Linked DNA regions of Mus musculus: all the other regions are linked to region 1. A link is a contact called in public Hi-C, HiChIP or PLAC-seq and promoter capture Hi-C data. All regions are on one chromosome and are shown on one strand. The core of a region is the stretch at or near the end of the contact, and the rest is flanking DNA. Distances in the headings are between cores, read along the strand shown. Region 1 holds the start of Cmtr2 (cap methyltransferase 2). Region 2 holds the start of Terf2ip (telomeric repeat binding factor 2, interacting protein). Region 3 holds the start of Adat1 (adenosine deaminase, tRNA-specific 1). Region 4 holds the start of Gabarapl2 (gamma-aminobutyric acid (GABA) A receptor-associated protein-like 2). Region 5 holds the start of Zfp1 (zinc finger protein 1). Region 6 holds the start of Wdr59 (WD repeat domain 59). Region 7 holds the start of Fa2h (fatty acid 2-hydroxylase).

Region 1 (3,295 bases), core at 374-2,873:
AGAGTCTCTCCAACGGCTAAAATGAAAAGACAATGCCAAAAAGTTGCATTATGGGTAGGACTACAAAACGGTGGAACACTTCAGAAATCTGGGGAAGTCTTAAGAAGTTACACACACTCAGAACTCTGGGGAAGATTTAAGAAGTTACACACACAGCAGCTGCGATTATTCTCTCCTCTTGGTCGCTATGCCTGCTGGATGACTCAGTTCCTCCACATCTAAGTCACACAAGAATAATGAAAACATATGCTTACAACAACATATTAGAAAGTCCCCAAACAGGTCCATTCGTAATATCACCAGTCTAGAAACTAAACAGTCAGCCTTCAGTAGAAGAACTGATTAAAGTCAACCCACAGAATGACAAACCCCTTGCAATATAAATTTTAAAGACACAAGACAATACAGATGAAAACATTTTAAATAATAAATTGAACAGGGAGAGGCTGAGAAGAGTCAAAGTGTAATGATTGAATTATGTGAAATTCTAGACCAGATCATCTAAATTAGGGTGATGGGAAATACAGTGATAGCTGCTTCTTGAGGGTGGAAGACTAGGAAGGAACTTAAGGGAGCTTTTCTAAAATATTCAGTAGGTATTTGCCTGCTCCACAAGAGGAATTCATGCCTTGTATTAGTTATGGCCCAAACCCATAACTAACAAATCGTGGGCTCTAAGGGAGAGTCCACTGATTTTTTTTTTTTTCTCTAAATGGTCAAGTTGCCAAACTGCCTTCTGAATACGGTGCTCTTCCCTCATCTCTGTCAAAGTTCTGAGAAGTGACTGACAGCTCAGCCATAGACAGGCCATCTACATAACACCTGCTCAGGGAAGGGGAGTGCAGAAGAGTGGGTGAAAAGAGTGGGAGAGCGAGAGGATGAGGGAAGTGCTGTGAAGCGCTTTCCTCTAAAAAGGATGGCTGTTACACTTATAAACGCACAGCAGCTGTGGCTACCCCACAGCTGGGGAGGTGGAGACAGGTGGATACCAGTGACTAGCTGGACAGTCTAACCTAACTAGAGAGTCCCAGGCCTGAGAGTCCATCCTCTGGTATCCCTGGCTGACATGGAACTCTCTATGTAGACCAGAGTGACTTAGAACTCAGAGATCTGTTTCCCTCTGGCTCATGAGAGCTGGGATCAAAGGCTTGTGGCACTACACCGGGTGGTTTTCTTTTTCCTTGGTTTATTAATATGTAAACACACCAAGTGATGATACTTCCGTTTCTTTAATTTGGTTTTGCACTCAAGTTATCCATTGAGCTTCAATTTTAATGCAGTCTCTCCTAGGAACTAGCATCTATCTATCCAGGGTAAACCTTCGGGTACCAAAGCCCAGTTCCGTTGCCATGGCGACCCGCTGAGACGGACAAGTTTCTCCGCACCAGAGCTCAGCTCCAGGAGTTGCCACCCTCCCGAGTGACGTCGATGCGCGTGACGATAGGCCTCCCGGAAGGCGCCTGTGCAGTGTGGCTGTCAGAGCCTCGCAGCCGGTGGGGGCGTGGTCTGGAGGAGGATCTGGCTCCAGTTGCGCGTGCGCAGGTCCGGGCGGTCTTCCAGGCGCTCCCTCCTCTTTGTCCGCGACCCGGTTGCCAAGTACGCAGAGGAGACGCCACCCCCGGAAGCTGTTCCCGGGAGCGGAAGTGGCAGGTGGCTCGTTAGAGTGAGGACCGCGTGTGCGGTGCTACTCTGCTCCTGCTCGAGGGGCTCTGGTGGGCGTGGGCTGAAGGAATGCGGACCCGGCTTCTCGGTGAGTGACAGTTCCCGGACGGTTCGCTGCGGGCAAGGGGCGGGGCTGCTCAAATGAGTGTTTGAGAGGTGGCTGTCCCAGGACCCAGTGTGAGCACTGCACATGCCCCAGTGTTTTTATTTCCTAGGAAAAGTTGGCGGGACCATTGCTAACACTCCCTATGCTCACTTAGACCTGACAGCTGTTGAGAACTTAAAGGCTTTGGTGTTGGACTTACAAATTTTATAATCATTTCCTTGTGGCTTTGGACAGGAAGCTTCCTGTCTTCCACTTGGAGCCTGCAAAATAATACAGTTGATACTCATCAGCCTCACATGCACTTTGGAAACGGCATGCATTTAGTTGAAAAAAAATTTTATGCATTTAATTGAAATTTTTTTTGTTTTTAAGTCGTACATTGAAATGCTAGGGTGAAATTGAAATGCATTATTCTGTTCAGAGCTTTGTCTTTTGGGCTAAGTGTAATATTCGTCCATTTATCCAGTTAATGTTAGTGTACTTAAGTGCCCACCAGCCACTGTTGGAACCTTTTGGGGTGGCATGTAAGTGAGCAAAATAAAAGATAACTGTCCTGCAGAAGTGCGGAGCTTACATTCTGGTTTGAGGAAGTTGAGAACGACAAGTCACAAACAGAACACAGGGGAAAAGAAATAAGTGATAAACATGAATGCCGTGGGAGAAAGTGAGGTAAGGGCCATGGGGAGCCCGAGATGCAATTTCAAAATAAGTGTGTTAGGATAGGCTTCACAGAGTAAAGTGCCTTCCAGCAAATACCAGGAGGAGCTGAGGGGATTAGCTAGATAGATACTTGGGGGAGTAAAGCCCAGGTAGAGCTTGCCTCTTAGTATTGAGCAAAGTGTTCCAACGTGGTGTGGCCTGGGTCTTCAGTGAACAGCAGGCTTGTGTGGCTGGAGTGGAATGGATAAGGGGGCGGTAATATTAAGAATGAGTTGGCAGCAAGGCTCAAGTACAGTCAGGAACCTTGGAGCGTTTGAATCCTTTTAGTTGTTTGCAAGTGAAGGCAATTATCCACTTAATTTCGGTAAGATTTCACAGCTTAACCACAGCCACTAATTAGTATGTGAAGTTAATGACTAAAAGTAGACTTTTTTTTTCCCCCCAAAATAGAATGTATTGGAGGTCTAAATGTAGCTGCGGTTCCCAGTAAGCACAGCGTGGATCAAGACAGATGAGCTCATTGTAGTAAATTTTCTGTTTGCTCTTACGTAGAGTTTTTGTGCGTGCAGAAATGCCCTGCTTTTGCCTCCCCCTAAGAGCTTTTCTAAATACAGTTTCTAACTGTTAAATGATGTTGCTGTTTGTGACAGTAAATCTCTACTCACGTGGGACTCGTAAGTAGTTGTGACAAACAAGATGATTAAAAAAGGTACCCACTGCTTTAAGGAGCTTACCAACCTGTACACCAGATGAACACAGGATAAAATACAGGATGAAAAGGGATGGGAAGGTTTGCTAAGAGGACAGGACTCAGGAAGCACCAATGTCATGATGTCATTATGGTCATAGCTAACCTTTATTTCTCAG
Region 2 (3,295 bases), core at 348-2,847, 1.8 Mb after region 1:
CGCTGGGAACTCCCATTTTCTCATAAACCCAGGGCCGTAGTTTCTGACTTGGAAATGTGGGCATGAACATTTCTCTTGCAAGATTACTACTGAGATTAGACAAAGTTTGTATAGTGCCAGCGTGGTGTTTAACGGGTAAATTAAAGTCAAAGGTATATTTAAGAAAAGTAACTTGAGGGCTGGGTGTGGTGGTGCACACCTTTGATCCCAGCACTAGGGAGGCAGAGGCAGGCAGATTTCTGAGCTCGAGGCCAGCCTGGTCTACAAAGTGAGTTCCAGGACAGCCAGGGCGCCAGGGCTACACAGAGAAATCCTGTCTCGAAAAACCAAAAAAAAAAAGAAAAGAAAGAAAGAAAAGTGACTTGAAAGCAGCAGTAAGGCTTCCTTAAATTACCTGAAAACTGAGGTACTTTCTTTCGCTTGTGACTCAAAATTCCAACTACTGATTTAATAAACTCACCCATCCTCCGCTAAGGAATCCACTAAACTGCTCACACAAAGGACAACCAACCAGGGAGCCTGCAACCCATAAATTTAAACATTTTCTTTAAAATCCTTCTAAACCACACAAAGCAGAAACACAGCCATAAAAAGGAAACCCAGTTATTATCTAGAAGGTTTCTGGTATTTCCCTCGGGGATCAATAAGGGGATTTATTTATTGCTAGGGTACTAACGAAAGCAGCCATGGTATGTGACAGCTTAAACTAGTTATTTCCTACAGCTTTGGAGGGTACTATGTAGTTCCAGGCACTAAGAAGACATTCAAGTCATTGCTAGTGTTCTGTGGGTCAAGTGGACTAGAGTGTAGTCCTAAAAGCAACCAGTTAAAGGGAGGGTAATCTTATCTGCCTACTCAATTCTGGGATTTGGAGTGTTTTACAAAGATACCCCCAGCAGTGCAAAGGGAGCCTGGTGTATCCCGCTAAATAAGGCCACTTGCTCCCGTGTCACAGATCCTTTGAGTGACACATATGGGTAGGTACACTATTGTTTCAGAACGTACCCCCTTTTAACACCCAAGGTGCAGAATAACCTTGGATAGGCCAAGGATAATGTAAAGGTTCTTCTTTTAAGAACAAAGATATTTAACCATTTTCCAGTCTATCCGTTGGGGGAGTGGTTCAATTAAAAGAGCATTTCTTAGAAGGTAGGGAAAAGTTAGTTTCACTTTTCTTTGCTACCATTCCCGGTTTCTGTGCTGGCTTTCCCTAGGTATGCTCGTCCCTACGGCTAGGACCAGGGAACCCATCAGCCACGCAGTTGATCCTCCTGGGGCATCCTGGAGGCTGTAGGTTCTACGGCACTGCATCTCTGTCCCAGCATGTGCTCACCCACCGGAAAAGACAAGAGGGACCCCAGGCACAGTCGCCTTGGCGGGAAAACTCCAGGCACTTCCCATCGGAACACTGCAACAAGAGACACTTAGAGATCTTCAACGACACTTACTTCTTGCTTAGTTTCTGCTCGCCATCCACTTTGACTTCACTCTCCTGCAGCGTGGCCATCTTCCCCACTGGCCCGACCCAGAAAAAAAAAAATTATGACTAGCGTAGAACTAGAACTTCCAGGTCGTGGCTCTAAGTCCTGCCTCTTCCGGGAAAGAGGGCGGGCCCTCGGCCGGACTCTCGCTGCGCAGGCGCAGTGCTGGGCTCCTCCGGCGGAGAGTCCGTCTTAGTGGTGTCGTTTCTGCGCTTTACTTGTACAGCGGGGCGACAGGTATGGCGGAGGCGATGGATCTGGGTAAAGACCCCAATGGGCCCACTCACTCCTCCACTCTGTTCGTGAGAGAAGACGGCAGCGCCATGTCGTTTTACGTGCGGCCCAGCTCGGCCAAGCGCCGGCTGTCGACGCTCATCCTGCACGGCGGCGGCACCGTGTGTCGGGTGCAGGAACCCGGAGCCGTGCTTCTCGCCCAGCCCGGGGAGGCGCTGGCCGAGGCTTCGGGCGACTTCATCTCCACGCAGTACATCCTAGACTGCGTGGATCGCAACGAGAAGCTGGACCTGGAGGCCTATCGGCTGGGCCTGACGGAGCAGGCGTCCGATCCGAAGCCCGGGGCTTCCACCGAGGGCTCCACGGAACCGGAGCCGCAGCCCCTGACCGGGCGCATCGCCTACACCGACGCGGAAGATGTGGCCATCCTGACCTACGTGAAGGAGAACGCCCGTTCGCCCAGCTCGGTCACAGGCAATGCCTTGTGGAAAGCGATGGAGAAGAGCTCGCTCACGCAGCACTCCTGGCAGTCGCTCAAGGACCGCTACCTCAAGCACCTACGGGGTCAGGAGCACAAGTACCTGCTCGGGAACGCCCCGGTCAGCCCGTCCTCCCAGAAGCTCAAACGGAAGGCGGAGCAGGACCCCGAGGCCGCGGATAGCGGAGGTGAGGCCGGCACCTTCGGGGCTCCGGGGGGCGGGGCTGCCTGCCTGTCAGCGAGCGTCTTTTTGGGCGCCGTGGGTGGCATAGCTCAGCCCCTCTTCTCTGTTGAGGTCCGAAGCGAAAGTGCACCGTTTCCTCTTATCCCTTGTTTTCTGGTTTTAATTTGTCTTTTCATTTAACTTTTCCTTCCCGTTGACTGGATGTTTGTTCGTTGATGGATTTGGGTTTGGGAGGGCGGGGAACTTGAGTCTCTTCGCTGTGTCGCCCAGGCTGTCCCCAAACTCTATGCCTGAAATATTCTCCTGCCTTCGGAGTGACTGAGACTACGGAACAGTAACTAGTTTACAAAAACGGCTCTGTGTTCAAAAGGAACACAGTACAGTATATATGGAAATCTTCTACCCTTCCTACCCACCATACCCAGGAGGTAACAGGGTAACCTGTTTCTGTTTTCAGAAATTTCAAAGATATTTTCCCTTCCCCCTTTTTCCTTCCTTCCTTCCTCCTCTCCTTTTCTCCTTTTCCTCCACCTCTTCTTGCGCCTCCTCCTCCTCCTCCTCCTCTTCTTCTCATCCTCCATCTTTTTTATTTGAGAAAAGGCCCCTGGCCGTTCATTTTAAGATATTGCCTATATTCTGGTCTTACTCAATATAAACTATGTGAATGGCATGGCAGGTCAGTTTACTTTCCGTATTTTGGCTTAACTGAATGTACTTCTATATAAAGAGGAAAGTTGCTTTGTGGTCTTCTTAGGTGAGGTGAATTTCTAAGCACTTGAGGTTAAGATCTGGCTGTGATTAGTGTATAGTACAAAGGTGTCGCTTTTTTTACTTAGGTCGTGTTGTAAGTTTGTTTTTTGAGACAGCCAGGCTGGCCTCCCAAGTCTAGGCAATCCTCTTACCTCAGTCTCTAGAGTG
Region 3 (3,295 bases), core at 259-2,758, 1.8 Mb after region 1:
GATAAGTTAATGAATGTGGCCATTCTATGTTTTACACTGTCCTCTCAGATTTCAGCTTGCTTTGGGCATGTTAGCACCTTACAAGGTTTCTTTTGAGACAAATGTTCTTTTCCTCCGTTTCTAATCTACCTCACTCCAGCAAATTTCCAAAGTCTCTCACTGAAAGCTCTCACAGCAGCTGTGTTTAAGGGTGTGGGCATGGAGTTATACTTTCTAGGTTTCAATCTCAGTTTTAATACAGATGAACTGTGTGATTCCTGGGTAATTAGTTTTCACATCTGTTAAAACATGACTAATAGTATTTAACATTTTTTTTTCTAGACAGGGCTTTTCTGTGTAACAGTCCTGGCTGTCCTAGGACTTGCTCTGTAGACCTGGGTGCCCTGGAACGCACAGAGATCACCTGCCTCTGCCTCCTTTGTGCTAGGATTAAAGGCACGTGCCACCTAGCTAGTATTTAACATCTCTTATAAATACTTAAAAAGGCAAATGTCTATATACTGTGATTAGCATTCAGAAGATACAACATTTGGTGATCTGGGAAATTTGTATTGGTGGCAGAAGAGAAGCAATGTAACGGGCACACCAAGCCACTTCCATACAACCTAACAGAACATTATGCAGATCAGATCTGAAAGAGGCCTACAGTTGGCAGAAGAAATTCTCTCACTCTTGGCTGTTAGCGCTCACTGGATATAGCTCGACTTCAGTCGATTATATAAAAAGCTCCGTAGATGAGCTCACGCGATGGCTAGAGATGGCAGAGCATTTGTAGAATAAACAACAGAATTGTTTTTTTTGTTAGTTTGTTTTTTTTCTGAGCTCTGATGCGATGTTTTGGCAAGGTATTTCTAAGACTTCTGCAAAATGCAGGCACATTTTGCAGTAAATGGTAATGACTATTCTGGCAGGGGCTGACAGAGATTGTAACTTTCAAGTCTAACGCAGAGAAGTCTTGTATTTCTAGAAGGAATCCCAGAATCCTGTTAGTTCCTGATAGGCATCACAGAAGTTTATTTTATGAAGGTAGCCATCTGCCATTAAATTCGAGGTACACATTAGAACTACAAAACAAGGGGACGAAGCGGTCCAAACTACATCACGTCATTCACGCAGTTGTCGAACGTTTCGATATTTTGGGTCCGCTGTAATTCATCTCTACAACCCCAGGGCTCCTTCATACGAAGCAGCTCACAACAGGTATTGCTTTGGCTAAAAATAACAGTGCAAAGGTTGAAAAAACAAACAAACACTTCTTTTCCCACCCTTCCTACCGCAGGGCTGGAGAGCCTAGCAGGGCTGAGACCCCTCCCCGTGGGAGCAGTGGACACAGGTCCTCACAGTCTCCCCCCACCGCCCTCCCCTCGGCCAACTGTGTAGAGCTAACCCCGAGACGCCGATCCGGAGTCCCTCACACCCTATTATCCACGCGCCGCAACCTCCACGCGATGCCCCTCTACCGCCACGCTCGTTTAACCAGGTTGCGCAGCGGAAGTGACGCCCTAGAGGGCCGCTCCGGTCAAGCTCTGCCCGCAAAGCACGCTGGTCTTTGTAGTCTGTGGGAACGGTGCAAAGGGGAGGAAGCCGCCTCCGCAGCAAAGACCGACTTAGCTCGCATCTCATCAAAATTTTGAACAGAACTATAAGCAGATCCTCTGACAGTTTCTCACCTCAGTCATGGGCTTGGATGACCTGGCCCTCACTCATTTCTCTCATAACCCATTGTTATTCTTCAAATCGTTTCTTTTTTTTTTTTTTTTTTTTTCGAGACAGGGTTTCTCTGTGTAGCCCTGGCTGTCCTGGAACTTACTCTGTAGACCAGGCTGGCCTCGAACTCAGAAATCCACCTGCCTCTGCCTCCGGAGTGCTGGGATTAAAGGCATGAGCCACCACTGCCCGGCTCTTCAAATACAGTCTTATGGACATATATGCATGTATATATTTTAAAAGATTTATGTGCGTGTGCCTGTATCAATTGTCAATTTGTGCACATATGTGCATGCAAATGCCCAAGGCAGCTAGAAAAGGGTATTGGGAACTGGATCACGGTTGCAAGCTGCCTGACACACGGGTGCTGGGTACTGAAGCCTGGTCCTCTGTAAGAGCATCAATCCCTTGCAGCACTGAGCCATGTCTCCTGTACTGCAGTCTAAGTCTGCCTCCAGCCAAAAGGAACCTGCACTGGATCTGGTCTGGTTCTCCCTCAACTCTGCACTCAAGCCCTAAAGAAAATAAAAGGGATTTTTATGGAAGAAGTGACTTGACTTTTGTTCTCTGGTTGTTTCCAGTATTTCAGCACAATGGCTCATACTGAATAGACAGACATTAATATACATTTATTAGAGATTCTGACTGCAGGTGGGGCCGAGAAGTTGGCTTAGGAGTTAAGAGCACACCCTGCTCCCATGGGGCTGACCTTCGTTTTTCAGCCTCCGTGCTGGGCAGCTTACAGTGCCTGTAACTCTGGCTCTAAGGGACCCAACATCTCTGGCCTCAGGGCACCTGCACTCTAAATGCACACACACACACACACACACACACACACAATTGATAATAAAAATAAATCTTAAAAAGAATACAATGACAGAGCTCTAATTAGACCACTCATCAGACCAGCAGCCCGGGGGAGAAAAAGTAACACTGCATGGGTAAAGAGAGAAATGATTTATTTGGTAACGAGGAATAAAAAGAACTTCTTTAGTTCTTCTCTCTTGTGGAGGTTGGACTGCAGTGGCCAGATGGACGGCGCCACACAGGAATCGCTCCCTCAGACCAGATCTGCTGAGATGCAGACACCATAGTTGCATGTGCCTTCTAGACAGAGGGGCTGGCCTCTGTGCTCTCTGGGGTTTCAGTGGTCGCTGCAGTTTCCTTCTTGTCCTCTGGCTTCATGGCAGGAAACAGAAGTACTTCCTAGAGAAGAGGAAAGAGAAGCACTTCCTGAGAAGAGCAGAGCATCTGCCGAGGTTCAGAAGCACCAGGAGCCGGGCTCAGTGGAACTCAGGAGGCGGGGGCAGGCAGACCTCTGCGACCCGACTTCAAGGCCAGCCTGGTCTCCATATGGTTAAGTTCCAGGACAACCAGACTATGTAGTAAGACCCCGCCTTTCAATAACAGGGCACTATGGATTTTTCTCCCCACTATCCTACTTTTGCTGTTGCCTGATGTTACAAAATCTAGAAGTACGCATCCAGACAAGGACACAGAACCTGCTAGGGTCCCATGCCAAAAGAACGTAAAATTGAGTTCCCGGTGCTAGAGATGGCTCAGCCATTAAGAGCACTTGTTCTTGCAG
Region 4 (3,295 bases), core at 223-2,722, 1.7 Mb after region 1:
TGCTACAGCAGGGGTGTTGTTTGTTTTGCTCCATGGATTTCTCCCAGTCTCCAGAACAGCACTGTGTTATGTCTGCAACATAACACTCAATGCATTTTTTGTTTTGCAGAAGACAAACACCTAGTTGCTCAGACACAGTCTTTTTTTTTTTTTTTTTTCCAGACAGGGTTTCTCTGTGTAGCCCTGGCTGTCTGGGAACTCACTCTGTAGACTAGGCTGGCCTTGAACTCAGAAATCCACCTGCCTGCCAAGTACTGGGATTAAAGGCATGGGCCACCACACCCAGCTAACACAAAGTTTTAAAAGTTCTTTAAATTAAATTTTTTTTTCCTTAAGATTTTCATTATCTTCCCTGCATCTGGGTGTGTATGTGTATGGAGGCTTGCCACAGTGAATGCCTTGAGGCCAGAAGATAACCTTTGTAAACAGGTTGTCCTCCATCACTTGGGTCCTCAGGATTGAACTCCGTCTGGCAGGCTTGGCACCAAGCGTTTTTACCTGCTGGGAACTGAGTCTCTCCCCTCCCCCCAGTGGAAAATAACAAATACTTTCAGAATGAAGTTATAGCCACAGCATCTATCAGGAATTTCAACTGTAGGGAATGATTGATGACAAGGTTCAAACACTGGCTCTACAGATGCGGCAGATCATATAAGCACGTGGTCAGGTGGCCGATTAACTGCATATTCATGTTCTGTGTTCACCAGTGCATAAACAGATGGTGACCCAGAGCCGACTTCCTGGATGACTATGCTACGACTTGGACAGGGGTGGAACCTCGAGGCTTGTGCCTAGGGCAGGTGACACCCACAGCTCAGGGTTAGTGCCGAGCCACTCCCACTGCCAGCTCCTTCTCCTAGGGTGTCTTATGACCAGCTCTCCCAGGAATCCTCCCCGCCTGACACTGGCACTTCGCCTCTGACAGTTTCCGATAAAGAATCTCTGTGATCAGGGATATTCCGTTGACTAAATGAGTATGTGTGGTACTTGTTCATAAGTGTTCATGAATGTTTAAAATATGTATTCGTGAGTGGGAAGTGAGATTTGTTTAAATCAAATTTTAGGTGCAACAACTCCTATACTAGACCTCTAGGTGGTCACCAGTACTCGTTGCACACAGCGCTTGGAACAGGTTATCCCTCCATGCCGAGCTCCCGCCTTCTCACCCAGCCAAAAATTAATATTCATTTCTCCTTAAGCCCCAGACTTCCCCTTCCAGAGCCCTTTACAAGCGTTCCAAGCTATGAGCCATGACCTGCCTGTCATGCACAATCCTGAAACTCCATTCCAGTCACTAATTCCTAAAGTCTCCACTGTCACTCACAGACTTCCCAGCCACCTACGTCAGTCTCCATTCCCAGGAGCGCTCCTAGGTCTCCGCTTAGGCTCCGCCCTCTCACGTAATCGTAGCCTACTGAAGCTCTTACCAGGCCCGCCGGAAGCCCCGCCCCGGGAGGTTGCTAGGCTCCGGCAGCCGGAAGTCCCGCCTGTGGAGTAGTCGTCGCTGCCGCCGCCGCCTCCGTTGTTGTTGTGGTCGCTTCGCCGAAGTCCGCGGCTCGAAGAGCCGGCTCCGTCGCTTCCCGTCGCCATGAAGTGGATGTTTAAGGAGGACCACTCTCTGGGTAAGCGCGGTCGGCCTGCGGGGCCCCAGATCGCGGCCCCTCCCCCACTCCCGCCGCCCTGCCGGGCCCGCTGGGTCGCCAAGGCCCCGGCATCCTGGCGCCTCCCACGGACCCGTGTCGCCCTACGTGGATCTCGCTGGGAGTTCCTGAGGGGATCTGTGGCGAGGGACTCCGGGGCTAGGACTCGGGGCGTACGCACGCAGGCAGGTTGCGGGCGGAGAAGGGCGGACAGGAAGAAGGGGTTCCGGCAGCGGCGGCCCTGCTGTCCGGCAAGTGCGAATGTCAGCCTGGTTTTCTTCTTCCCCAGAACACAGATGCGTGGAATCCGCGAAGATCAGAGCGAAGTACCCCGACCGAGTTCCGGTGAGTGTGGACTCCCCGCCCCCTCACCCCGCTGTCACCCTTAGCGTCTAGGAGAGGTGTCGGGCGGGCGCGCTAGGCCGTGCAACAGTTGAGAACTTAAGGTCTCAAGGTGTAGCCCAGAGACCGAGGACAGCCTGGGGTTCCGCCGGCCCAAGCTTGGGGCTTAAGGGGCTGGTGCTGTCCAGGGGCACCAGTGCTGAATCTCCCGATCTAGGGCAGCAAGCTGCTTGCAGCCTCTCGGCTCCCTCACCAATTATGTAAGGAACCGTGTTCTAGGACAGGGCAACAGGTCACTGCCACTTTGGGGAATGATGGTGGAGGGAGACTGGCATTTGGGGTTGGATACGGTAGCATCCTTTCAAGGTAGTCATCTTTAACGCTGGACCTTTAACTTCGAGTTTCTCTTTACCCTGATTCTGCCATCCTTGTTTGACTAACAAATCTGAAATGCTCTCGTTTTGCCTCTAATCAATAAGTATGTTGCTTTATTTCTGCTTTCTGCCCTAGTTGGGGCGATCGTTTCTGATATCACTATTGATTTTTGAAGGACATAAAGTCTTACTATTGTAGTGCTTTGCTTGTAAACAGTCCCTTTGAGAAGCAGGAGGATAAATGTTAACTGTTCAGAGAGAAGCAACAGGCCAAATGAAAATGTCGGCTCTTGGGTGGCTGTAGTTGTATAGCTTTGCCCTTAGTTCATCCATTTCTTTCCAGTGTTGTTGGGGATTGGAATGCTCTAACAGGGTCTATCTATGGATCAAAAGATGACAGATGAAACCCTAGCCAGATCAATCTTTTCATCGGCCTAGATAAAATGTTAGAGAGCTACCCTTGCAGTGGGGTGGCACGTGCCTTCAGTCCCAACATTCAGGGGTCAGAGGCAGCTGATCTCAGAGTTTGGGGACAGCCTGGTCTACAGTTCCAGGACATCTGGGACTAACAGAGAGACCCTGTCTCTGGAAGAAGATAGAAAGCTTTGTAGCTGTGCTTCTCTTACAAACGCTGAGATCAGAAATGAGGAATATCAGTCAGCTCTGGGCCTCCAGAGCGGGGCTTCTTGAGCTGTGGGCATATTGATTTACTCATCTGTGCCGTTTCCCACACACTGCCTTGTCCACACTCTGCTCATCAGACTGGAGCAATCAAGCCCTGTGGGTAAGTGCTGGAGCTCGCTCTCCCTCGCCGTCCCTCTCACAGTGCTGGGAACCAGGTAGCAGCCTTTGTGGATTCCAGGCAAAAGTTGCTCTGTGGAGGACTGGCCTGAGCTTCTGACCCGTCTTTCCCAGGTGATCGTGGAAAAAGTCTCGGGC
Region 5 (3,295 bases), core at 390-2,889, 1.4 Mb after region 1:
CAGAGATTCAATGGTGTCTGCCTCCTGAGTGCTGGGATTAAAATTGAGCACACCACAGCAGGCTCCAGCTCTAGTTTTGAGATTGGTCTTCAACTCTCTATCCCAGGCTAGCCTAGAACTCACTGTGTAGCAGCCCAGGTTGGTATCACACTCATAGCAGTGACCCTGCCTCAGTCTCCCAAGTGCTGAGATTAGAGAGATTAGAGATTACTCCCCCTCTATGTGAGGGGCAGTCTCCCATAGCCCAGATCAGCCTTCACCTACTCCTGCTGCTCTACTTCTGAGCACTGGGATCAATTCTATCCCCGTTCCTTTCCTTCCTGACCCCCCCATGCCTCAGAAATAGTTTTGTGTATATTTTATGCAAAGTTAAAATTATCATCAACAACAAATTTTTACGATTTTATGTGCATGAGTGTTTTGACTATTATATGTATGGATGTGCACCATATGCATGCAGCTATGCAGTGTTCATAATCACGGTCAAAACAGAAATAAAATCATACTGAGCATGGTACCGTTCGCCTGTTAGGAGACATTTCATGAGTCTAACCATCTCAGAAACAAGTTCCATCTTGCTGGCAGGGCCAAAACTGAGTTCATGTTCCCAGATCCCAGAATCAACTCCTATCCTGCTTCTTCAGGTGTTTCATGTCTGTGTGTTAACCAGTAATGGATATAAAAAGGGGGTTTTGCCATTATCCCATTATCTAACTAAGGCATGCAAATAGTAAGTGTATTTATTTCCTGTCGTGATTTAACGGACTACGTGCAGTTCCCTTATCATTCTAAATGCCAGGTCAGAGTCCAGGAGGGGACTTGACTGCAAAAGCTGACTCAGGACATTGAAACCAGGATAAGGCACAACCACCAATGTTAAACTTCCTTAACTCCTTGTGTCAAAATATGATTAGTCACTGCAACAGCCCCTCCCCGCCCCCCTTTGTGTTCCCATCCTGCAGTGCAGTCTCCCTTGGGGGACGAGGTTCAGATCCAGAACTGGCTGCCCCATACAGAAAATGAAGCTTTCATTTTGAAGCTTTTGTATCTGAAGTGAGTTTACTTAGCTTCCTCCCCTCTCCAGAACCCAGTAAGCAGGGAGCTGAAACAGGAAGATCATTAGTTTGAAGCCAGCCTAGGCTTGACAAGACCCTGTCTCAAACCAACAAACATGGGGTTATTTGTGCCAGTGCTTCCAAAAGTAACTGTAGAGCCGAGAGGTTAAGGAAAATGGTGGTAGTGGTAATGTGTGTGTCTGGGTGGGTGTAACACGGGGATCTCACTTTGTAGCCTTGACTGGACTGAGACTTTCTAAGTCTTCCAACTCCCAGGGATCTCTGCTTGCTTCTACTTCTCACTAGCTTGAATTAAAGGCGTGCACTACCACACCCAGAAAGGTGTGTGCTTCCAGTGCGGTTGAGATTTGCTTTAACGCACATATTTTGTTGTTGAAAGTTTTAATCAGTTACTCCAAATCCGGGTTTTTAACAGCACAGGAAGATGAAAGGGACCGTAACACAAACCAGACTGTTAACTTGGAAAAAACGGTCCCTACCCAACTAATAATGCGTACGTTTCCCAGAGTTCCTAGCAGCGCGGCTCAGAGGCATTATGGGAATTGTAGTCCTACACCTCAGCGTCACAGCTCCGAGGACTCTGGGAACGGCCGCTCGCTCCACAAGGTGCACGCTTGCGCAAAAGCGCTAGCGCTCGCCCTTCCCCCACCTGCAGTCGCGAGTGGGTGACAAGAGCCCCCTTCTCCGCGAGCCTCGTGACCCGGAACCGCGAGTGGAGGCTAGACCCCTCCAGGTATGTCTGCAAGGCCGGGATGCGCGGGCCCGGGAGGAAGGTCGCGTCTGCGCCGGAGTGGGAGTCTCAACTTCGACGCCTTGCGGGCCGCGGCGACCCCTGGGCGTAGGGTCGGGCCTCGAGCTCTTCTGAGAGTCGGTCCCTATGGGCTGTTCGCGGTCGGCGTGTGTGGGGTCGGAGGAGGACGGGCAGCTCCCGGGCTCAGCCTCCCTTTGGGGGGAGACGCGCCACTGCTGGCCGTCGCGGGGCTCAGGCCGCGCGGGGGCGAGTCTGGAAGCCTGGCGGGCGGGCGCGCGCTTGACCCTCCACGAGGGTGTGGGGGCGGGGCTCACGGTGCTAGCCACGCCCCCACGGTGGCTTTGCGGGCTCCTGGAACCTCCTTGTTCCTGGTGTCTGGTGTTTCCAGTTATATTGTCACGGAATTATCACGTCTATCCCGTTACTTCCGGTTTGAGCGTCAGTATAACAGATTTTTCTTTTTCTTTTTTTTTTTCCTAACATTGGCTTTTCTTTTTTTCTAATATTGACTTTTCTGTTTAGCTTGGGTAAAAGTTTTCATATAAGTATGTTGCCGAGGTCCAGCCTCAGCTTGAGGTGAGGATGGTCCTGAGAAAGGGGTGAGTGGGAGTGGTGCTGACTGAATAATATATGAGTCAGTAGTGGATACAAGCTGTCAGTTCATGTGTTCTCTTGTCAGAAACTGAACCCAGTCTTTTATTTACTAAAGATTTATTCATTAAATCTTTTTACCGCTGTTAATCATTTTCTAAAAAAAAAAATCCATGGTTACATAAATTCCAGTAATCCCGAACCTCCAACCCCCGTTTCTTTGAAATGAAAGCTAAGCAAAAGTACATTTCCTTATCTCTTAAACACAGTGTTCTCTTCACGGGCAGCAGGGCACAGTTCTTGTGGTTTCTTATTGTTTGAACACAGTCTGTTCTTCACGGCAGCTGGGCATAGCTTTTGCGGTTTCCTGGCACAGCAGACAGTCATTAAAGTGGCTATAAGAACAGAAAAGTGACAGACTACTGAGGTTAAAATGATTTCTTGCCGGGCATGGTGGCGCACGCCTTTAATCCCAGCACTTGGGAGGCAGAGGCAGGCGGATTTCTACAAAGTGAGTTCCAGGACAGCCAGGGCTACACAGAGAAACACTGTCTCCAAAAAAAAAAAAAAAAAAAAAAAAAAAAAAAAAAAAAAAAAAAAAAATCTCTTACTGGGCTGGAGAGATGGCTCAGTGGGGTAAAAGCACTGACTGCTCTTCTGAAGGTCCTGAGTTCAAATCCCAACAACCACATGGTGGCTCACAACCGTCTGTAGTGGGATCTGATGCCTTCTTCTGGTGTGTCTGAAGACAGTGACAGTGTACTTACATATATTAAATAAATCTTTACAAAGTTTTAACATTTTCGCAAGTAAAGCAGGTGGCTCTGTCTGATCTCTCTCTAGGCATTGATCTCTCCAGTCCCTCCAGTAGCAAGGA
Region 6 (3,295 bases), core at 301-2,800, 1.3 Mb after region 1:
GAGTCAGAAAATCTCCCCAGCAACCACAGCCGGGCCAATCCAGAGTTGCTACACCTGCACCAGACTCTTTCCTTGTACCCCTCCCATACCCATTTCTTGAGAATAGACATTGTTTAGATCTGGAAATCCCCTTCTCCCTCCCTCTCCTTTCCCCCTGAAGGCCTATAAAAACTGGGCCCCTTTTCCCCTCGTGGTCGACTCCTCTACCCCTGCGTGGGATATGAGTCGTCTCCAGAGCTCTGGCTTTCCCCAAATAAAGCCTTGTGTGGTTTGCATCAAGCTTGGTCTCTCCTGAGTTCTTGGGTGTCCACTATTGTCCCGAGGCCTGAGTGAGGGGCTCCTCTCGGAGTCTTTCAGATGGAGGAAGGAGACCATTGTATGGCAGCTGGTTCTTCCTGACATGTGAGTCCTGGAACTCAGGCTGGCAAGCCTGGCAGCAGTGCCTTTGCCAGCCACCTTGCAGGCCTCCAATGTTAACAATTTTTAAAGCTTGCCATGTGCCACACTTCTTAAACATGTGGCCTCATAAAATTCTCATGCCAGTCCTGTAAGTATAATAACCTCCCTTCTACAGGTAAGAAAACTAGGCATAGCCGAGCAGTAGTGGCGCTTGCCTTTAATCTGGGAGGCAGCGGCAGAAAAAGGCAGATTTCTGAGTTCGAGGCCAGCCTGATCTACAGAATGAGTTCCAGGCCAGCCAGGGCTACACTGAGAAACCCTGTCTCGAAAAACCAAAAAGAAAGAAGAAAAAGAAAAAAGAAAAAAAGAAAAGAAAACCGAGGCGTGGAGAGTGATGTGAGGGATGGGCTCACAGGTGTCCAATCTAAGCAATACATGTATCTTGTCAACGACAGAGTATTTCCCACATTAGCAACCACTTAGGCTGAAACAGATGCTCCGCAAAACAGTATTTCACAAATTCACCCCCAAAATGGTCCAAGGTGAGACTTGGTCCAAGTAACTGAGGCTCAGAGAAGTTCTGCAACTTTCCCGAAGTCACCAAGTGCAGTCGACTACCTCAGGGAGTGGACACCTCCCCCAGTTCACTACCTTGAACAAGGTCAGAATCCCTTTAGCATTTACAATCACTATCTTGGCGTCCCAAGACCATAAGCCTGTTTGGAACCCTAAAGGCCATACACGCCTTTGCCCTAACTGTCCTGACCAGTAATCAAAGCTTCCTTAGCTATCCTGACTGACAGCTCCAGATGAGCACCGCGTCCATCTTCCCACCCTGAGCAAAGGGATGGATGAAAAGGCGGGGGTGCAGGGGTGCGGGGATGGGGGGGGGGGCGGGTGAGGGTGTAAACCACGGAAAGCGCATGCTCAGATGGCTCCATTCCCAGATGGCTCCATTCACGCACAGCTCACCTGAGAGTCTCGAAACTCCACCACCACGTTCTCGCTGCTCCAGCGCGCCGCCATCTCACTAGCCCGATCGTGGGGTGCCAGCAGGCGACCCTCCACCCCCAACCCCACCCCCAAGTCCGAGACTCCCCGCGTGAGTAAGCCCCACACAGCCTGCTAATAAATCCGGCCACGCCCAGTTTCTCCCTTTCACTTGACCACAACTGATTGGCTACCCCAATGATAGACCCCGCCTCTTCTGCTTTCTCCCCCAACCACGGACCAGGTCTGCCCCAAAACAGGAACGCCCCTTCATTTCGTCATCAGTACGAGTCACCTGGGCACCCCGCGGCTGCCGACACGCCCCCTGCCGTGAGCTCTGCTGGGAATTGTAGTCAAATGTCAGCACAGCGTCAGTTACCCAGGAAGAGCCTGAGTTCAGAGAGTAGATGGCAGTTGTCCTGTATTTTTGCTGGTATTTGGTTGGTATCCCCGTATTCTCCTACACATAGCCTATAAACAAAACCTACATCCCTACCAAGGGAAAAAACCTCTTCTGATTCCTGCCATCAAGGCTTTGAAAAATCTGAGTGCACAATTTTTTGTTTCATGCTGTACAGCCGTGCCTCTGAAGTAGTTCCTGAGGTTCTCCACGAACAACACTTTGGGGGTGGAGGAGAAAACAAGTCCCTAAAGGTAAAAACAATTTTATAATCTTACTAACATCACTGTGCGGTATAGTTCTCCCGAGGATGTGTAGTACAGAGGGAATTTACTCTGAGAGGAAGTTTAAACTGAATATTAAACGACATGACTTTTTTCCTTCTTTTTTTCTTTTCTTTTTTTGTTTGTTTTTTTGTTTGGTTGGTTGGTTGGGTTTTTTTTTGTTTGTTTTTTTTTTGAGACAGGGTTTCTCTGTGTAGCTCTGGCTGTCCTGGAACTCACTCTGTAGACCAGGCTGGCCTCGAACTCAGAAATCTGCCTGCCTCTGCATCCCAAATGCTGAAATTAAAGGCGTGCACCACCACTTGCCCGGCTGACCCTCTTTTTGATAACATCATTTTGGTTTTGAAAAGTGTTATTTTTTTTCACTGAAGATGTGTAATTAATGTTAATGGTAGTTGCCATTTAACCATAATGGTTTTTTTTCCCTATTCATGGTTTTAATTTCTAACACTAGCAATATCTTTATCCACACAGTTTTTGGAGTCTTAGACAATTTTTGAGGATGAAATAAAAATTAATCAGGAAGTTTAGCATAGTAGATACTAGTTGGCTCCTCTTCAACCCTATCCTTTGAAGTCCTGGGTTAACTGGCTTAGCATCTCTTTGTCTACAGAAGGGGGTATATCATACTTAGCTGTTGAGAGGAGCCAAGCACTAGGCCTGACATGTTGTAAAGGCTCAAGTATAAACTGTCACCAGCATTCCTCTCTGAAGATCGTTGCATGAATGGAGAGGAGGTGTAGACTCCTTTCCCCCAGCAGACGCTGGTTATAAAGGTCAGACAAACTTGTCTGTAGGCTAGGGTGACTATCATTTCACTGTCGTCTGCCTGGAACAGTCTAGGTTTTACCACTATAACCAGCAAAAAAAAAAACTTGCATCCCAGAGAACCCTTCAGTACCAGAAAAAAGAACAGTTGGTCCCTCCATGGTAGATAAATGTTTGGCAGAATGAACTGCATATTATTATAGAGTTGCGAGCAATGTGTGAAGATGGCATAACCTAAATTGAAGACCTGAAGTGGCACCTTGAAGGTGACATTTGAGTGTTTCAGTATATTAAGATTTTGAAGGGTATACTATGAAAAGGAAAAGAGTGTGAGCTTCATTAAGAGTGTGAACAAGGGTCTGGAGAGGTGGCTCAGCAGTTAAGAGCACTGATTGTGGGCTGGTGAGATGGCTCAGTGGGTAAGAGCACCCGACTGCTCTTCCGAAGGTCCGAA
Region 7 (3,295 bases), core at 394-2,893, 1.2 Mb after region 1:
ATGTCACTTTCTTCAAGGTAGCTCTTACTGAACCTGCTCCAGACCCAGTATGCAAATATTATAAATATTAATAAATGTAATTAAACAATGACCGAGTCCATAGTAAGGTTCCTTATGAACTTGTTCACTCCATGAAAATGGTAACCATTTCTGTTCAATGGCTGTTGGTGCCCAGCACAGTGTCGTCAATCCGTTTAAGAACCAAGTAAGTGACTAAGAGATAAGAATTAGGCAAGATGGATAAGAGGTGTCTCTTGGAACAGTGGACAGCATGTCCTTTCATCTAAAGATCTAAAAGCACTTGAAAGATCGCGAGCAACAAGGACCAACCGTTGCTTTAACCTAATCACGATGGCCTTGCTGTCACCAGTCCTGCTATCAGGCTTGAGAATAAGGAGTTAGCTTGGCTCCACCTGAGTCTACCAAGAGCTCTGTCTCCCAACCCTCCAGATGGAGACGACTTTGATTCTTGAATAAGAAACACTTGATTTTTGTACTACCTAGTTGTTTGACCTCAGACATTTATAGAACTTCACTGAACCCTTGTTTCCACATCCTGAAATGAGAATAACACCCAGGATGGGTTGAAGGTAAAAATCCAAGATGAGTCTGTACCACACAGCAGTACCGAGAGTTTAGCATAGTCTGGGTTAGAAATATCGACTTCTCCTTAGCAAGCTGGTTCGTGTATTTTATTTCACTCTTTCAAACCCACAACACTGTTTAGGACGGAAATAAAACCGGGGGCTGGAGGATAGAATCAATAAAACGCTGTTCGGGCCCCTCACTCACTCACCCACAGGAGCCCCTGAAGGGGGCAGAGCAGAGTTTTGGATTTGTGTCTCCTTGAACCAAGAGAGTGGTGGGATGGAGAAACTGAGGCCAGGTGAGCCTAGGGACCCACTACTGAAACAAGAAAGGAAACCAGAAAGGCTGATAAAGGAAAAGGAAGAGAAGAGAGAAAGGGGGTGGGGTGGGAGGTAGTGGCTGGAGGCAGAAACAGGAGTCGAAGTTGTCAGGCGGTAGGGGGGCTGCAGAAGGGACATGTTGGAAGGAGGATGCAGCCGGGTCAGGGGGGTAGCGGGAACACCAAGCTCCTGGTGATAGGAACGGGAAATAGGGGGATGGGAGAGGGGGTGTCAGTGACCGGTTACCTGGAGAGAAACTGGGAAAACGGAGGGAAGTGAGGGTGGAGGCTGTCACCTTGCGTTCTCCTAGAGGGCAGGTGATCTGAGCTCTCTAAAGTGGCGGACTGGGGGAGGGGTGTGAGGCAGGGAGCGGGGAGTGCCCCGGGCCGCCTGGTACCTGCGGGTCCGCTCGCAGTTCGCCCACATAGTACTGCTCCAGCCAGCGGCGGGCGTTGTCGGAGTGTCTGTGAGGTGGCCCATCCAGGTCGGCACTGATGTCCTGGCCAGCCCGCGCCAGCAGCAGCTGCTCGCCCCCCGGATGATGCCGCACGAAGCTGGTGAGGTCGTAGAGGCTGGCCCCGCGGCGGACCCAGCAGGCACCGGCCGCCAGGCGCCGCTGGACCTCGGCGGGCGTGAAAGAGGCGGCGGGGGGCGGAGCGGGGGCCATGGCGGGAGAGCGGAGCTCGGATCTCGGAGCCCGGCAGTCTGCTCCGCGGCTGCCCAGCGCGCCTCTAACATCTCGGGAGCCGGGGCAGCCGCAACGGGCCGGCCGCCACCGCACCTGCTCATTTGCATGCCCTGCTCCCATTGGCCACTCGGTGGGACGCGGCTGCTGCCCGGAGCCGCCTCCCCATTGGCCCGCAGGGACCCGAGCCCCGAGAGCAAGACGCTGAGCGCGGCCCGCCAGGTAGCCCTGGGCAGGTAGAGGGCGTGCCCACCAGGTGTGCCCGGCTGCTGGTGGATGCCAGCGCATTGAAGGTGACTGTCAGGACCACCTCCTCGGCGGGCACGCAACTTCTACATCTTCAAGGAACCGCATCTTCAAGGGGGAAACTTACTGTATTCAATTCGGCAGTTTCAAGAGGTGCCAAGGACAAGAGTCACTAGGGCGGAGGTCTGGTCTAGTCCCAGGGGTTGGGGGGTATGAAATATATAAACTCAGCCACAATATATTTAATATTTGGAAATTAATTATATTTAATATTTAATCACATATAATTATATATAATTATTATATAGTATCTATTATATATTTAAATAATTAAATATTATATATTATATAATTAAATATTATATATAGTTATATTTAATGTTTAAAAACTTACGTCGTCCCACCGTGTGAATGCGCATCTAAATGCTGAATATTTATTTCTGAAACGTATATTGTACACATTTTATTACAATTTTAAATAAAAATGAAACAAAAAAATCCCAAAACATATTTCACTGGGTGCATTGGGTGAGTGAACAGACGACTTTAAAAAAGGATTTATTTTACTTTGTGTATGAGTGTGTGTATGCATATGCGCATGCCATCCCTCTGGCGGTCAGAAGAGAGTGTCAATCCTCTGGAACTGGAGATTTGTGGGAAGTTTGTGAGGAGTTGTGTATATGCTGGCAGCCCTGGTCCTCTGAAAGAGCAGCCAGTGCTCTTAACCACCGGGCCAGCCTTCCAGATGTTTTTATAAATTATATTGTATGGAAATAAAAGCCATTATTAGTAAGACAGCTTTGGGAAGCCGCATAGCTGGATTGTGTTTTTATTTAAGCATTTTCTATTGGGTTCATTGTGGACCTTTTGCATTAGTTCTGAGTTGTGGAAGACTAGTGAAGTGTTTATCCTGGGAATTTCTATTTACTTTATTGACTTATGAATTTACTGTATATCTGTCCACCTATCAGCAAATCTGTCACCTCACAATCTTGTAATAAAGACATGGCTGATTCAGTGCCCTCACCCCCAGCCTCCTCCTCTTTTCTCTTGTTAGGGAAGGGCAGTGGCTTTGGAGCCCTTCAGAGGTAGAGGTGAACTGCTGGCCTGCCTGGCAACTGATGGGTGTGTGCACACGTCATCTCTTTTGTGAGATCTTTTATTCTGACTGATCATTGTATTCTTGATTTCTGGATGAGCCACAATCCAGTGAATGGAGAATAAAACTTGTAATATTTCCAAGAAGGAAAAATTATTTATGGTGGGTCTAGAGAGAGAATTGCTAAGACCCTTCACTGCTCTTCCTGAGCACTAGGGTTCAGCTCCCAGCAGGCAGCTCACAATCACCTATAACTAACTCCAGCTCCAAAGAATTGTACCCTCCCTGGTCTGCACAGGAACACACATTCTCTCTCTCTCTCTCTCTCTCTCTCTCTCTCTCTCTCTCTCTCTCTCT

The links. Promoter capture Hi-C pulls out the DNA fragments that hold promoters and counts their contacts. A called contact is a pair of places that touch in the nucleus more often than the background predicts. HiChIP or PLAC-seq counts read pairs in DNA pulled down with a chosen protein or histone mark.
Region 2: a Hi-C map of CD8 T cells shows a contact between it and region 1, with 13 times the contacts expected there. The contact joins the promoter of Terf2ip here to the promoter of Cmtr2 in region 1. A contact is called at or near these places in 2 of 39 promoter capture datasets (liver and pre-B cells), 4 of 484 Hi-C or Micro-C datasets (CD4 T cells, CD8 T cells, muscle stem cells and 1 more), 1 of 115 datasets of contacts at active chromatin or transcription factors (thymic regulatory T cells) and 2 of 9 other capture datasets (adipose tissue and liver).
Region 3: a promoter capture Hi-C map of pre-B cells shows a contact between it and region 1, with 8 times the contacts expected there. The contact joins the promoter of Adat1 here to the promoter of Cmtr2 in region 1. A contact is called at or near these places in 2 of 39 promoter capture datasets (liver and pre-B cells), 2 of 484 Hi-C or Micro-C datasets (CD8 T cells and muscle stem cells) and 1 of 9 other capture datasets (liver).
Region 4: a contact with region 1 is called in a promoter capture Hi-C map of pre-B cells, with 5 times the contacts expected there. The contact joins the promoter of Gabarapl2 here to the promoter of Cmtr2 in region 1. A contact is called at or near these places in 3 of 39 promoter capture datasets (the HPC-7 cell line, liver and pre-B cells), 2 of 484 Hi-C or Micro-C datasets (CD4 T cells and the HL-1 cell line) and 2 of 9 other capture datasets (adipose tissue and liver).
Region 5: a Hi-C map of uterus shows a contact between it and region 1, with 7 times the contacts expected there. The contact joins the promoter of Zfp1 here to the promoter of Cmtr2 in region 1. A contact is called at or near these places in 1 of 39 promoter capture datasets (pre-B cells) and 1 of 484 Hi-C or Micro-C datasets (uterus).
Region 6: a promoter capture Hi-C map of pre-B cells shows a contact between it and region 1, with 6 times the contacts expected there. The contact joins the promoter of Wdr59 here to the promoter of Cmtr2 in region 1. A contact is called at or near these places in 1 of 39 promoter capture datasets (pre-B cells) and 1 of 115 datasets of contacts at active chromatin or transcription factors (pancreatic cancer cells).
Region 7: a FOXA1 HiChIP or PLAC-seq map of pancreatic cancer cells shows a contact between it and region 1. The contact joins the promoter of Fa2h here to the promoter of Cmtr2 in region 1. A contact is called at or near these places in 1 of 39 promoter capture datasets (stem cell-derived epiblast-like cells) and 1 of 115 datasets of contacts at active chromatin or transcription factors (pancreatic cancer cells).

The regions. Positions count from the first base shown.
Region 1 is chr8:110,216,337-110,219,631 of GRCm38.p6, forward strand. It overlaps Cmtr2 (cap methyltransferase 2), which reads left to right and starts at 1,624. Exons shown (of 2, transcript NM_146215.4): 1 at 1,624-1,750.
Region 2 is chr8:112,009,762-112,013,056 of GRCm38.p6, forward strand. Terf2ip (telomeric repeat binding factor 2, interacting protein) reads left to right here and starts at 1,598. Exons shown (of 3, transcript NM_020584.2): 1 at 1,598-2,381. The coding sequence starts at 1,721. It overlaps Kars (lysyl-tRNA synthetase), which reads right to left and starts at 1,593. Exons shown (of 14, transcript NM_053092.3): 1 at 1,449-1,593. The coding sequence starts at 1,507.
Region 3 is chr8:111,990,794-111,994,088 of GRCm38.p6, forward strand. Adat1 (adenosine deaminase, tRNA-specific 1) reads right to left here and starts at 1,509. Exons shown (of 10, transcript NM_013925.5): 1 at 1,388-1,509. It overlaps Kars (lysyl-tRNA synthetase), which reads right to left. Exons shown (of 14, transcript NM_053092.3): 14 at 2,646-2,913. The coding sequence ends at 2,815.
Region 4 is chr8:111,939,231-111,942,525 of GRCm38.p6, forward strand. It overlaps Gabarapl2 (gamma-aminobutyric acid (GABA) A receptor-associated protein-like 2), which reads left to right and starts at 1,473. Exons shown (of 4, transcript NM_026693.5): 1 at 1,473-1,622; 2 at 1,930-1,985; 3 at 3,272-3,295. The coding sequence starts at 1,589.
Region 5 is chr8:111,641,804-111,645,098 of GRCm38.p6, forward strand. Zfp1 (zinc finger protein 1) reads left to right here and starts at 1,640. Exons shown (of 4, transcript NM_001037665.2): 1 at 1,640-1,809.
Region 6 is chr8:111,520,557-111,523,851 of GRCm38.p6, forward strand. It overlaps Wdr59 (WD repeat domain 59), which reads right to left and starts at 1,551. Exons shown (of 26, transcript NM_001170742.1): 1 at 1,372-1,551. The coding sequence starts at 1,425.
Region 7 is chr8:111,392,178-111,395,472 of GRCm38.p6, forward strand. It overlaps Fa2h (fatty acid 2-hydroxylase), which reads right to left and starts at 1,644. Exons shown (of 7, transcript NM_178086.3): 1 at 1,306-1,644. The coding sequence starts at 1,575.